4 separate regions of the Mus musculus genome follow, and regions 2, 3 and 4 are each linked to region 1. Evidence: chromatin contacts called from public Hi-C and HiChIP or PLAC-seq data. All regions are on one chromosome and are shown on one strand. Each heading gives the region's core, a stretch centred on a gene start, on an enhancer-like site or on the middle of the called end of the contact. The rest is flanking DNA. Distances are from core to core; before and after follow the strand shown.

What was found. A called contact is a pair of places that touch in the nucleus more often than the background predicts. HiChIP or PLAC-seq counts read pairs in DNA pulled down with a chosen protein or histone mark.
Region 2: a contact with region 1 is called in an H3K27ac HiChIP or PLAC-seq map of embryonic stem cells, with 5 read pairs. The contact joins the enhancer-like site here to the promoter of Ncf2 in region 1. A contact is called at or near these places in 1 of 484 Hi-C or Micro-C datasets (nephron progenitors) and 3 of 115 datasets of contacts at active chromatin or transcription factors (all in embryonic stem cells).
Region 3: a contact with region 1 is called in a Hi-C map of bone marrow-derived macrophages, with 28 read pairs. The contact joins the enhancer-like site here to the promoter of Ncf2 in region 1. A contact is called at or near these places in 4 of 39 promoter capture datasets (the 3T3-L1 cell line, the C10 cell line and pre-B cells), 2 of 15 datasets of contacts at CTCF or cohesin (large pre-B cells and pro-B cells), 2 of 484 Hi-C or Micro-C datasets (bone marrow-derived macrophages and pre-B cells), 13 of 115 datasets of contacts at active chromatin or transcription factors (the HPC-7 cell line, bone marrow-derived macrophages, embryonic stem cells and 5 more) and 3 of 9 other capture datasets (embryonic stem cells, liver and pancreatic islet).
Region 4: an H3K27ac HiChIP or PLAC-seq map of embryonic stem cells shows a contact between it and region 1, with 5 times the contacts expected there. The contact joins the enhancer-like site here to the promoter of Ncf2 in region 1. A contact is called at or near these places in 5 of 39 promoter capture datasets (cranial neural crest, embryonic stem cells, hippocampal neurons and 2 more), 11 of 484 Hi-C or Micro-C datasets (the C2C12 cell line, the HL-1 cell line and embryonic stem cells), 11 of 115 datasets of contacts at active chromatin or transcription factors (embryonic stem cells, extraembryonic endoderm stem cells and pancreatic cancer cells) and 1 of 9 other capture datasets (embryonic stem cells).

The regions. Positions count from the first base shown.
Region 1 is chr1:152,798,844-152,801,543 of GRCm38.p6, reverse strand. Ncf2 (neutrophil cytosolic factor 2) reads right to left here and starts at 1,391. Exons shown (of 16, transcript NM_010877.5): 1 at 1,031-1,391.
Region 2 is chr1:153,128,151-153,130,850 of GRCm38.p6, reverse strand. Lamc2 (laminin, gamma 2) reads left to right here. Exons shown (of 24, transcript NM_008485.3): 19 at 52-201; 20 at 701-815; 21 at 1,695-1,894. Among named protein-coding and RNA genes, the nearest start is that of Lamc2, 57 kb to the left of the region's middle. Within about 2 kb of position 1,365, at least 126 of the 459 cell types and tissues checked have an H3K27ac peak or open chromatin away from gene starts, as enhancers often do. A contact at or near this core is called in embryonic stem cells, where this site is marked.
Region 3 is chr1:152,524,186-152,526,885 of GRCm38.p6, reverse strand. Rgl1 (ral guanine nucleotide dissociation stimulator,-like 1) reads left to right here. Exons shown (of 18, transcript NM_016846.4): 16 at 1,987-2,241. Among named protein-coding and RNA genes, the nearest start is that of Gm51749, 14 kb to the left of the region's middle. Within about 2 kb of position 1,450, at least 70 of the 459 cell types and tissues checked have an H3K27ac peak or open chromatin away from gene starts, as enhancers often do. A contact at or near this core is called in bone marrow-derived macrophages, extraembryonic endoderm stem cells, pro-B cells and 1 more, where this site is marked.
Region 4 is chr1:153,214,565-153,217,264 of GRCm38.p6, reverse strand. No RefSeq gene overlaps it. Among named protein-coding and RNA genes, the nearest start is that of Lamc2, 29 kb to the right of the region's middle. Within about 2 kb of position 1,369, at least 6 of the 459 cell types and tissues checked have an H3K27ac peak or open chromatin away from gene starts, as enhancers often do. A contact at or near this core is called in embryonic stem cells, where this site is marked.

The sequences.
Region 1 (2,700 bases), core at 142-2,641:
AAACAATTGAGACCCTAAATGTGGATTCTCATCATACGTTTTTCTGAAGACTTTACTGTTATCCATCCTCCCAGCCTACCCCACCCCACCCCACCGGTACTGAAGATCAAACCCAGAGCCTCTCACATGTTGTGCAAGTACTTTACCGTTGACCTCCAACTCCAGCCCCTTCCCCGGCTTTTAAAAAATGATTTTGAGACAGGATCTCACTAGGTTTCCAAGACTGTCCTTGAACTTGCTTTGCAGCCTAGGTCTGGCTTGAATTCGCCACAACCTAAGTAGCTAGAATTCCAGGCCTGTGCAACCAGAGCCCACCTGCCTGTCCTCAGAGAATCAGTTTTGTCTCACACCCGACATGAAACCCTCCCTGACCCCGAGAAGGCCACAGAGATTGATTTCCCTTCCTCTGCATTTCTCTTCATTCTCTATCCCAGCACCTGAACACAGGGGCTCTGCTGTAAGTGCTAGAGGCAGGGAGCGCCCTTCTGCTTTCCTTGTTTCCCACAGAACCTAGCACCTAACATTCTGAGTAAATATGGCAGATCTAAGACATTTTAATAAAATGGTGTCACGCCCCACACATCTTAGCTCTCTTTGGGGCTACAGTCATCCTTTTCAGTTCTGCATTCTTTCAGAATGCTGAACCCCCACACGCTATCCCATCGCAGTGCTGGGGGGCTCTTTCAGATAACGTTATGTGGTTTCTTTCATGATTGCGCTGGGATCGCATATGCAGTTTCTTCGGCTTGCTTCCTCAGGCAAGGACTCTCGCACCGAGGACATCTAAGGCTAAAGACTACTGGAGACCAAGTGGTTTCTGATATCACAGGAGGAGAAGCTGTGAAGTAGTCAATTTTCTTGCTGTGGTAAAACACTCCGACAGAAACATCGTAATGAAGGCAGGGTTGATTTGGGCTCACTAGTCTCCAGGGTACAGTCCATGATGGTGGATAAATCATGGTGTCAGACCCTGAAGCAGCTGGTCACAAGGCACCCACTGTCAGGATGCAGGGGACCAACTCATACTCACGTAGCCTTCTTCTCTTTATGCAGGGAGGACCCAAGTCCTGGTCACTTTTCATAGCAGATGCTCTACCTCAGTTAACCTAAGGCAGACGATCCCTCAGAGGTGTGACCTGAGGCTCATCTAGATCCTGTCAAGCTCGAAACACAAAGCTTCACACCGACCTTGTCATCACAGGAAAAGGAAGAGTGTGACGAGTTAGAAACACACTCTGAATGGGAAAAAAAAAAAAGAAAAAGAAAGAAAAGAAATAAGAAAGGAAAAGGAACATGACTGTTCCCAGATATGGTGGAGGAGAGAGTTTATTATAGCTGTGTGGGAGAGAGAGCACAGCCAGAGTCAGGGACCTCCGGGAGAGTGCTGAATAGACAGGAACAGGCTGAGCTGTGCTATGTGGGGAGAGGGAAGGGGAGGAAGAAGGGAGTGGGAGGAGCCAGGCACAGCAGCCAGGAGGCCCAAAGGCACAAAGACAGCAGGTTACAGAAATGATTGGATTATGTAGGGAAGAGCAGACCTCAAGGCCCAAGAGTTCAGGATAGGAGGCAGGGTATGCCTGATAGGAGGCTCTGTGACACGTAGAGGGTGGAGGATTACAGAGAGAAGCTGGTGGCCAGCTCTGCTTTGATATGCTATAGCCACCTAAGCCATTTGTCCCAAGTTCGAAACCCAACCATTTCCACATTTAGTAAGATGGAAATCTCTAAGATTCTCTGTTGATTCCTCTGTTGTAGCAGCTGAAAGCATGTGGTCATTCTGCATGTGTCTGCCAACGTATGACAGTAAGTGAAGCATCCATGCTCCCTCCTCTTTTCTGGGATCTGTTGTCTGAACCACAGCAAAAGCACGGCCCACATTTGGACCGAAACACTCCCAGCCGGTTGGAATACAATGGACACACAGCAAGGCCTGTGAAGTTCTAGCTCTCAAGAATCAGAATTTAAGCCTGGCAGTAGTTGTGCATGCCTTTAATCCCAGCACTTGGGAGGCAGAGGCAGGTGGATTTCTGAGTTCGAGACCAGCCTGGTCTACGGAGTGTTCTAGGACAGCCAGAAACCCTGTCTTGGGGGGTGGGGGGGAGAATCAGAATTTAGGGTCAGGAGAGGGAGCGGTAGGTTCTGCCATGCTCTGCCCTCCAGAGCAGGGGTCAGGGGAGGTGGCAGAGAGGAGACTGAGAAGCACCCGAGCTCAGTTTTTCCCAGGGCTCTTCTGAGTTCCAGCCAAAGTCTAAGCCCTTACAATTTAGTGTGCCATCAAGCTTGCCTTTTGTTTTGGATTTTCAATACAGGGTTTCTCTTTGTAGGCCTGTCTGTCTTGGAACTTGATCAGTAGGCCAGACTGGCCATCTGAGAGACCAAACCTACCCCATCTTGGGACTGTACCCACGTACCAGGAAGGACCACACGGCTTGTCCTTGGCCAGAGGACACTTCCTGGCTACTTCCTATCAATAGTTAATCAAAGATTAGTCTGACTGTTTCAGATGTACCTTCAGGCTATTTGTATACGGCCTTATTTCAGAGCACCCACCTCTCAGCTTATAGCCATTCTATTAGATGCTTGCCAGACTGGACACCCTCTCCCTCACCCCCTCCCTTGCTCCTATTTTTCTATAAAAACTTGTCCTGCTGAGGGTTCGAGGCCGCTCCACCTTCCCTTTCTGTCCTTGCTGTGTCAGGA
Region 2 (2,700 bases), core at 116-2,615, 330 kb before region 1:
TGGTGACGTGTGAGCAGACAGTCACACTCATTTGTAACTTTGTGTCCACAGGTGGAAGCAAAGAGGATCAGACAAAAGGCTGATTCTCTCTCAAACCTGGTGACCAGACAAACGGATGCATTCACGCGTGTGCGAAACAATCTGGGGAACTGGGAAAAAGAAACACGGCAGCTTTTACAGACTGGAAAGGATAGGAGACAGGTACCTTCTGTCAACCGCTCGCTCAGCCAATAAGCAAGCACGCACTGAATGCCGACTGTATGGGTGGAAATAGCCAGAGCCACAACCATAAACCCTCCAAAGGTCATGATGCCACTGGTTACAGAGGGAGTAACCAAGACTGGAATTTTGATGGAATTAACCCCACCCATTGAGTCAGCATTTGAACCTAGGAAGAGAACCCAGGTCTTGTAGGTCTCATTTTAGTCCAAGTCTGTCTATCTTAGATTCAGGAACTAGCTAGTGTTTAAGATTGTGATTTGCAAAACTATTCCTGCCCCTTAGGGTGGAAAGAGTTGTAGACTTTCCTCTAAAAGACATATATTACAAAGTTTGTTCCTGATCAGATACTAGAGGGCTCTGCTCCAGCACCCCTAGACTGCGGTGAGTCACAGCACAGCACTCTGGTGTCACGGAAAAGTTGTGTCAGGGTGATTTTGCTAGCAGGAATGCACTCATTCTGATCTTGTTCTATTTACAGACTTCAGATCAGCTGCTTTCCCGTGCCAACCTTGCTAAAAACAGAGCCCAAGAAGCGCTAAGTATGGGCAATGCCACTTTTTATGAAGTTGAGAACATCCTGAAGAACCTCCGAGGTTAGTGCTGTGTGATCCAGATTTAAAGGGACAGTCACGATTCATCTAAATGCTCCTTTGCCTCCTTAAATGGTGGGTGTATTTGGGTTATTAATAGATGCTTAGTCACTATCTTACTAAGGTAATGATGATCTCATTAGTACTTGACCTAGGTGGTGGAAGTCATTCCACCTAAGTGCTAGGAGTCCTGAGTTCTGATCCTCACTGGACCCTAGGACCAGCTCAAGCTCTCTGCGTGACCTTTCTAGATCCCTGTGTCCTACTTAAGGGGACCAGGCGATCTCTAGGGTCCTTCATACCCAGTATGTCACAACTGTGTTGATAGTCTCCTTTCCTTGGGTGGCTTGGTTGCTTCCAATATGCCTTCTCTGAGGTAATGACTTGTGACTCCCAGGGAGTCTGAGGTGTATCTTGAAGATACTTGGTTTAAAAGTCAGCATTATTCACTAGCAAACAAAAGGGAATCATTTCTAAAGACTTAGGATTCTCTTCATAGAAAGTTCCTCTATACCTACTGCAACCACACCCCAACTCTGCAACCACACCCAACTCTCTGTGACTACACCCCAACTCTGCTCTTTGGCTTCAGGCTTGGACTTAAATCTTCAGTCTTTAAAGAGAGTCACCTGTTCTTTGTCTACTTTGGATGTTGATATCCTTGCAGTGGTGGGGACCTAGGGCAAGCTGACAGCTCCCTCAGTGGCTCCTTTGAGATTTTTTTCTCTTGGGAAAGAAAGGCTAATCCCAGCTGCAGCATCTCACCCCTAGCTAGTAATCGGTCCCTTTCAGGAATTTTTCCTCAGAACACCAGGCACTCTCATTCAGTTGTCTCTGTGGCAATTTTTTTTTTCTTTTCTCTTCTTTTTTTCTTCATTCTAGAGTTTGATCTGCAGGTTGAAGACAGAAAAGCAGAGGCTGAAGAGGCCATGAAGAGACTCTCCTCTATTAGCCAGAAGGTTGCAGATGCCAGTGACAAGACCCAGCAAGCAGAAACGGCCCTGGGGAGCGCCACTGCCGACACCCAACGGGCAAAGAACGCAGCTAGGGAGGCCCTGGAGATCAGCAGCGAGATAGAGCAGGTAAAGAGAAATGGATATACGGGCTGCCCCAGGCAGTGCCCAACACAGCCCTGTTCCAGAGAGAGAGTGTTTCAGCTCAGTTCAGCCCCTATGGCTCAGAGTCCTGGAGAGGGCACAGCAGCCCTGCTCTACACGCCCACCCTTCTGCTGGATGGATTCTATCACTGGCTAGCAGCTATTACACCATATTCCATGTTCCTTTGAACAGCACTGTGGAGAACACCCAGAGTTGTTTACTATGAAGATTTCTAAGGCTGCTATCAGAAAATACTTAGAAAAATAGAAGTGACTTTTGCACCGTTCGGAAGGTTAGGATGAGAAACTAGTCGCCCAGGGCTCCACTTCTCCTGACAGCTCCAGGGAGAATTCTTCCTTTCCTCTTGCCAGCTGCAGAGGAGGCCAGGCAATCCTGGTCTTCCTTGGTGCATAGCTTTATCCGTCCACTCCCTGCTTGTGTGATCCCCAGAGTCCTCTATCATCTCTTCTTTTCTCTATCCTCCTTCCTCCTTCTTCTTTCCCCTTCTCTTCTTCTTCTCCCCATCTTCCTCTCCTTCTCCTTCATCTTCTTCAAGATATGATCTCACTATGTAGCCCAGGCTGGCCACTATATTCATATCTCAGTCTTATCTTATAAGAAGATATCAGTCTCACTGAATTAAGGGTCCAGTGTAACTTCACTGTAGCTAATTACATCTGCAACTGTCAGTTTTCAAATAAGGCCATCTTCTGAGTTGAGAGAAGCGTGTAAGCAAAGACTCCATCCACCATGTCTTTGTTCGTGCTGGTAAGCTCTCTCCCTCTGAGAA
Region 3 (2,700 bases), core at 201-2,700, 270 kb after region 1:
TCAGCTGGATCCAGAGGAGATAGCTCAGTGACAACGCACTTGCCACGCAAATATAAGTCCCTGAGTTGAGATTCCTCCAAAGTACAAAAAGCCAGGCGTGTATGTCCACCTGGAGTCCCAGAGCCACTGCCGTAAGGGGAGGCAGAGACAGGCGCTCCCCGCAAGGCTCCTTCTCCCTTCTTCCTTCTTCCACGCCTCTCTCTTGCTCGCCCTCGTGAGGTTGTTCTCTTTAGAAGTAAAGTGTAATATGCATTCCTCCTTCTTCGTGCGCCTGATCATCACTTATAAACAGTTACCTTTATGCTTGTTCCACACCACTTATATCCTTGTGAGGATAGTCTCTATAACTCGTGTGAGCTCACCATCCTAACGCATTACCCCCTCAACTATAAGTGTTATTAGCATCACGGAAAGCCCAAGGGAAATAGGACGGTGAAAGTGAAAACATTCAAGCAGCATTTGGAGAACTGACCTTCCTGGCTAATAGACTTGCAGGCAAGATAACGCTGTTAAAATTATCCACCCTGAGTAAGTGCTCAAGCTGAGTCACATGGGCACAGAAGGAGAATTCCAAACAGCAGCAGCACATGGCTAACCGATATCATGGCAGTCCTACTGTAGACACTACATATTAGAGTTGGCATTGCGGTTTGCTGGCCATAATAGAACACCCCTGCTGTGGAATTGTCCTTAACATAGGATGCCATCGGACGAAGCAGCCCTGAAAAACTACAGATAACATAGGCCCTATTTTTTTAGAAGCCACATTATCAGAAAGCTAAATTCCTTGATCTGTATCTGTGGAATGGTAGATTATATAGAAATTAATAATGAGTTTTATAGGATTATTATAATATAATCCAGTTTAACTCATTCCGAATATCACACACACACACACTTTTCTGTAACAATTGATATTTAAATGGTTCAGCTTAATGGTTTTATGTCAGGAATACATCCCGGTGAGTTTAAAGCATCTCTTTGTCTGGTGATTAATATCAGTTGAATTTTAAATATTCAGTCACTTAGAGAAGCACATTACTGCAGCCGTACATCTCTCAAATGGCCTCGATGTAGATTGTGAAAGTGTATCTTGCTGGTCTTACCAGTGATTGTTAAAGAGATACTCAAAGGCTGCGTTGTCCAGGCAAGTGATCTGTTTTGCTGAGTCGTGCTCTCAGCATTGTTATGATGCTGTTTTTAGGGTGCCCCTCCCTCCCCCTGCCCTGCAAGGCAGCTGTGACCCAAGTGAGAAAGATAAATGAAAACTCATTAACAGTCTCACAGCACTAAAGGTTTCAAGGCTGTAGCACAAGTCAGCTAACTCATCATAGCTGCAGATGGCTTGGTGCTTGCTGTGCCCCTGCTGTGTGAACACCACAGCAAAGGGGCTGGAGAGCTCTGGTCCTGGTAGGAGTGAGACTGTGTAGGTGGACCTGGGGCCCCGTGTTTTCTCTGGGCCTCCAGCTTCTCTACTTGGCAAAGGGGTCAGGTGATCTCTGAGGCCCTCTCAGCAGAACTACACAAGCAGTAGTCCTTATCTTAGATGCTTCTAAACATGAAGACATTTGTCTCCTACTACAAAATCTGGATGTGAAGTAGTGGGGACAGAATGTTCTCCATGGCCACATTGAGAACTGTTGGGGGTGAGAAGAGGATGGCTTCCCAGCTTCTGTAAGCTCAGCCTGTACGGCCTTTAAATTCTGGTATCTGCTGCCATCTCGTGGTTAGCCTTCATACGGACAACTAAAACCAGGCCATCAAAGGTCCACTGTGCCTTTCTTAGATTCAGAATGATTAGTTCCCAGTGAGTCACTGATCGTCACATGAGCCCACGGGGTGTGTGTGTGTGTGTGTGTGTGTGTGTGTGTACCAGAGACATGAGATATTGAGGAGGAAACAACCAGTCTCTGTATCTACTTCTGTTTTGAAACGTGAAGCATGTTTGGTCCAGGCTCCAATGGCTTTGTTTTCTGATTCTTCCAGCTCTCTGAATCCTCCTCTTCCTGTTCCTCCATCCATTCCATGGACACGAATTCCTCAGGGATGTCGTCCCTAATCAACCCCCTGTCCTCCCCTCCAACGTGCAACAACAATCCTAAAATCCACAAGCGCTCCGTCTCCGTGACATCCATTACCTCCACAGTACTGCCTCCTGTTTACAATCAGCAGAACGAAGACACCTGCATCATCCGCATCAGTGTAGAAGACAACAATGGCAACATGTACAAGAGCATCATGGTAAGGGGCCGTCCTGCCTGGAGGGTCAGTCAGCTGTTCGGACACACATTTCTCATACCTGTCTGCACGTGCACACAAGACTAGCATGGAAAATAGCAGCGTCTTCCTGGGCGCAGATTAGTGGTATGCTTATCTAGTGGCACATGTGCATATAGGACATAGTTTTGACATTTTATGAATTGTTCATGCAATTTGGGGTCCTGTTTCACGATGCTCAGTGTGGGTGGGACAGTAGTCCAGGGCGGGTGCCTTGCTTCACACGCCTTCTTGGAACTCTTCCTACGATTGCACTGTCTACTAAATTAACACGCCTTCTCAGTAGTGTAGTTCCTGGTGACTCAGCTTTCTCCCTAAGCCATCTGGACCAAGCCGAGCTCCTGAAGTGGGTGATTATGGCGGAGGTGCAGTTTGGGTAGGAAGTAGCTACAGTTCAGCAGTAAATGGGATTGAGTCTCATGT
Region 4 (2,700 bases), core at 120-2,619, 420 kb before region 1:
AGGACCAGGCTGCAGGGGAGAGAGTTGTGAACACCTTCATTGGGCAGCTCACAAATGTCTCTAACTCCAGCTCCGAAGGGTCCACCACCCCCTTCTGACTCAAGGAGCAATGTCACTGACAGGCGCAGTTGCACAGGCACACACACTCACAGATAAACACAATTTTTTAGAGTCTTTACGGGTACTTTTTAAATCAATAAGCAGTATTGGGGGTGGGGTGCAGTTCTACTAAGTAGCTCATCCAATTTAAACTTAACCCTGACTAGCTTACAAATAAATGAGACTCAGGCTATGGTTATTTGATTTGGCTTTGACAGTTACTGGGGGGAGGGGAATGTCACCCCTAATCTACTCTTTTCACTGCTGGCCTGGCTGCCTCCCCAGCAGTGTATCCTAGATACTTGCTGTTTCTCCTGGCCATGTGCTCACAGTCCATCTCCCCTCATGTCGCTTCCTCCTCTCCTCTTGTTTTTTCCTCCTCCTCCTGGTCTCTCTTATCCAACAGGTAACTCAAAACCCACCCACCTTAATTCCCCCAGGAACCGGCTGTAACCAATTTTATTTAACCATTAGTTTTAAATCAAAGAACGTGGATTGCACAACAAAAGCTTGTAAAAGTAAGAATTCACTGGTGGGCCTAGACCTTCTGGTACAGAATTTAGCATTACAATACATAGCAGCAGACCAAACCTCAATTTATCTCAGAGGCAGCACTAGTTCTGAACAAGTATACGTTCCACAAGCTAGAGAAAGTACCCAAGGAGCTAAAGGGATCTGCAACCCTATAGGTGGAACAACATTATGAACTAACCAGTACCCCGGAGCTCTTGACTCTAGCTGCATATGTATCAAAAGATGGCCTAGTCGGCCATCACTGGCAAGAGAGGCCCATTGGACATGCAAACTTTATATGCCCCAGTACAGGGGAACGCCAGGGCCAAAAAGGGGGAGTGAGTGGGTAGGGGAGTGGGGGTGGGTGGGTATGGGGGACTTTTGGTATAGCATTGGAAATGTAAATGAGCTAAATACCTAATAAAAAAAGGAAAAAAAAAAAAAAGACTTGAGGTCACCGAAGCAAAAGTGAAACGCATCCTTCTGAAAGGAAAGCCAGATAGCAAAAGTGCAATCAAAAGTCAAAGGATGCGTGGATTGGAAGTTCAAACCCAAGAAACTTGGTACTTGGCTTTGTCTTTGCTTTAACTCCTCTCTGTCAGAAGTTCCTTCTTCCCTTCCCTCAGGACAGTGGAGCCTGATGTCAAGGAGTCACCTACTCTGTTGGAACCGTCTGGTCCATCCTGAGTCTAGCATTATGGGCCTGCCTGGCTGTTAGCATGCCCGCCCTCAGCATGCGTTCATCATTCAAGCATCCCTTGATTGTCTGTCAAGTCATTTCCACCTGCAGGGAGGCCCTTAGGCTGGAAGGCAGCAGTTACTGAGGTCTTCTCAGCGGCAGGGAAGTGACTGTTTGCCTCATCTTGCAACTGCTAGCTTTTCTCCCCTCCCTCCACCCACATTCTGCACCCACAGCCCTACCTGAGTGAGCATAGACTGACTCTTATTTGAAAGGAGATAAACAAAACCACGGGAACCAAATGGCACAGCACACGATGACATAGACCCACATCCATCCCTTCACATCTGTGGATTGTAGCCAGAGTCCCTCCGGTAGCCTGATCCGATCCCCTAACTCTTGGGAATGATTTTCAGTAAAATTTTAACTGATTAGTTGTGTTCTCCTAAGCCTTAGAATGAATACAGGCCATAAAGGTATAACTCAGAGTAGTTTGTATCTGTTAAAAGTTTGGCAACAGGCTCTTATGTATGTATGTAACCTTGCCAAGTGCATGCCTTTAATCCTAGAATTTGGAAGGCAGGCAGAACACTGTAAATCCTAAGTCACCCTAGCCTCTACAGGGAGTTCTAGGCTGGCCAGGGATACACAGTGAGACCCTGTATCAAAGACAAACAAATAAAAATAAAAAGGAAGGTTCGTTGGGGCTGGTGTGTGCTTAGCAGTGTTAGGTCTGGCATCCTGAGTTCCACCCCTGGGACCCACAACGGTATCAGGAGAGAACGGATCTTTGTAAATCCTTTTCTACCTCTGTACACATGCACCCCACACACAGACACATACATAAATAGATGTAATTTTAATTTTAAAAAATGTAACCTATTGTGTCACTTCCCATGAGGATGTCCAAATGAACTTAAATGATGCTCCACGAAGATGCCTGGTTCTACCTTTGATGGCCATCTTTCTGTCTTCCCACAATGCAAGCAACAAAAGCCAATTTTGTACTTTTCAGCTGGTGCCACTGGGACCCACCCTATGTTGTCTACCACCACTCTGAGATCCTCCACCATTTCAGTAACTCAGCGCAACTCTCCGATTTGCTTTGTTGTTTTTGGTCGTGGTAAAGCTTTCCAGAGCCATCCTGGGTACTCAGTCTCTTCTAAGATAGCTGTCTCATTCTCCTTAACCTCTTCTCTGCCAGTTGCCCCCAGACTGTCCATGGATTGCCTCTTTCCTCCTGACAATGGTCTCTGTGTGAGGTTAGTGCCGAGTAAGCACAAGCTCAGCTTGAACAGGACTGTCTGAGAGATGGGCTGTCCGATGGCAGATTACAAGCTTCTGGGCTGCTGAGCCAGCACGGAAGGCAAAACCTCAAGAGGCTATGATTTCCATGATTACACGTTCAG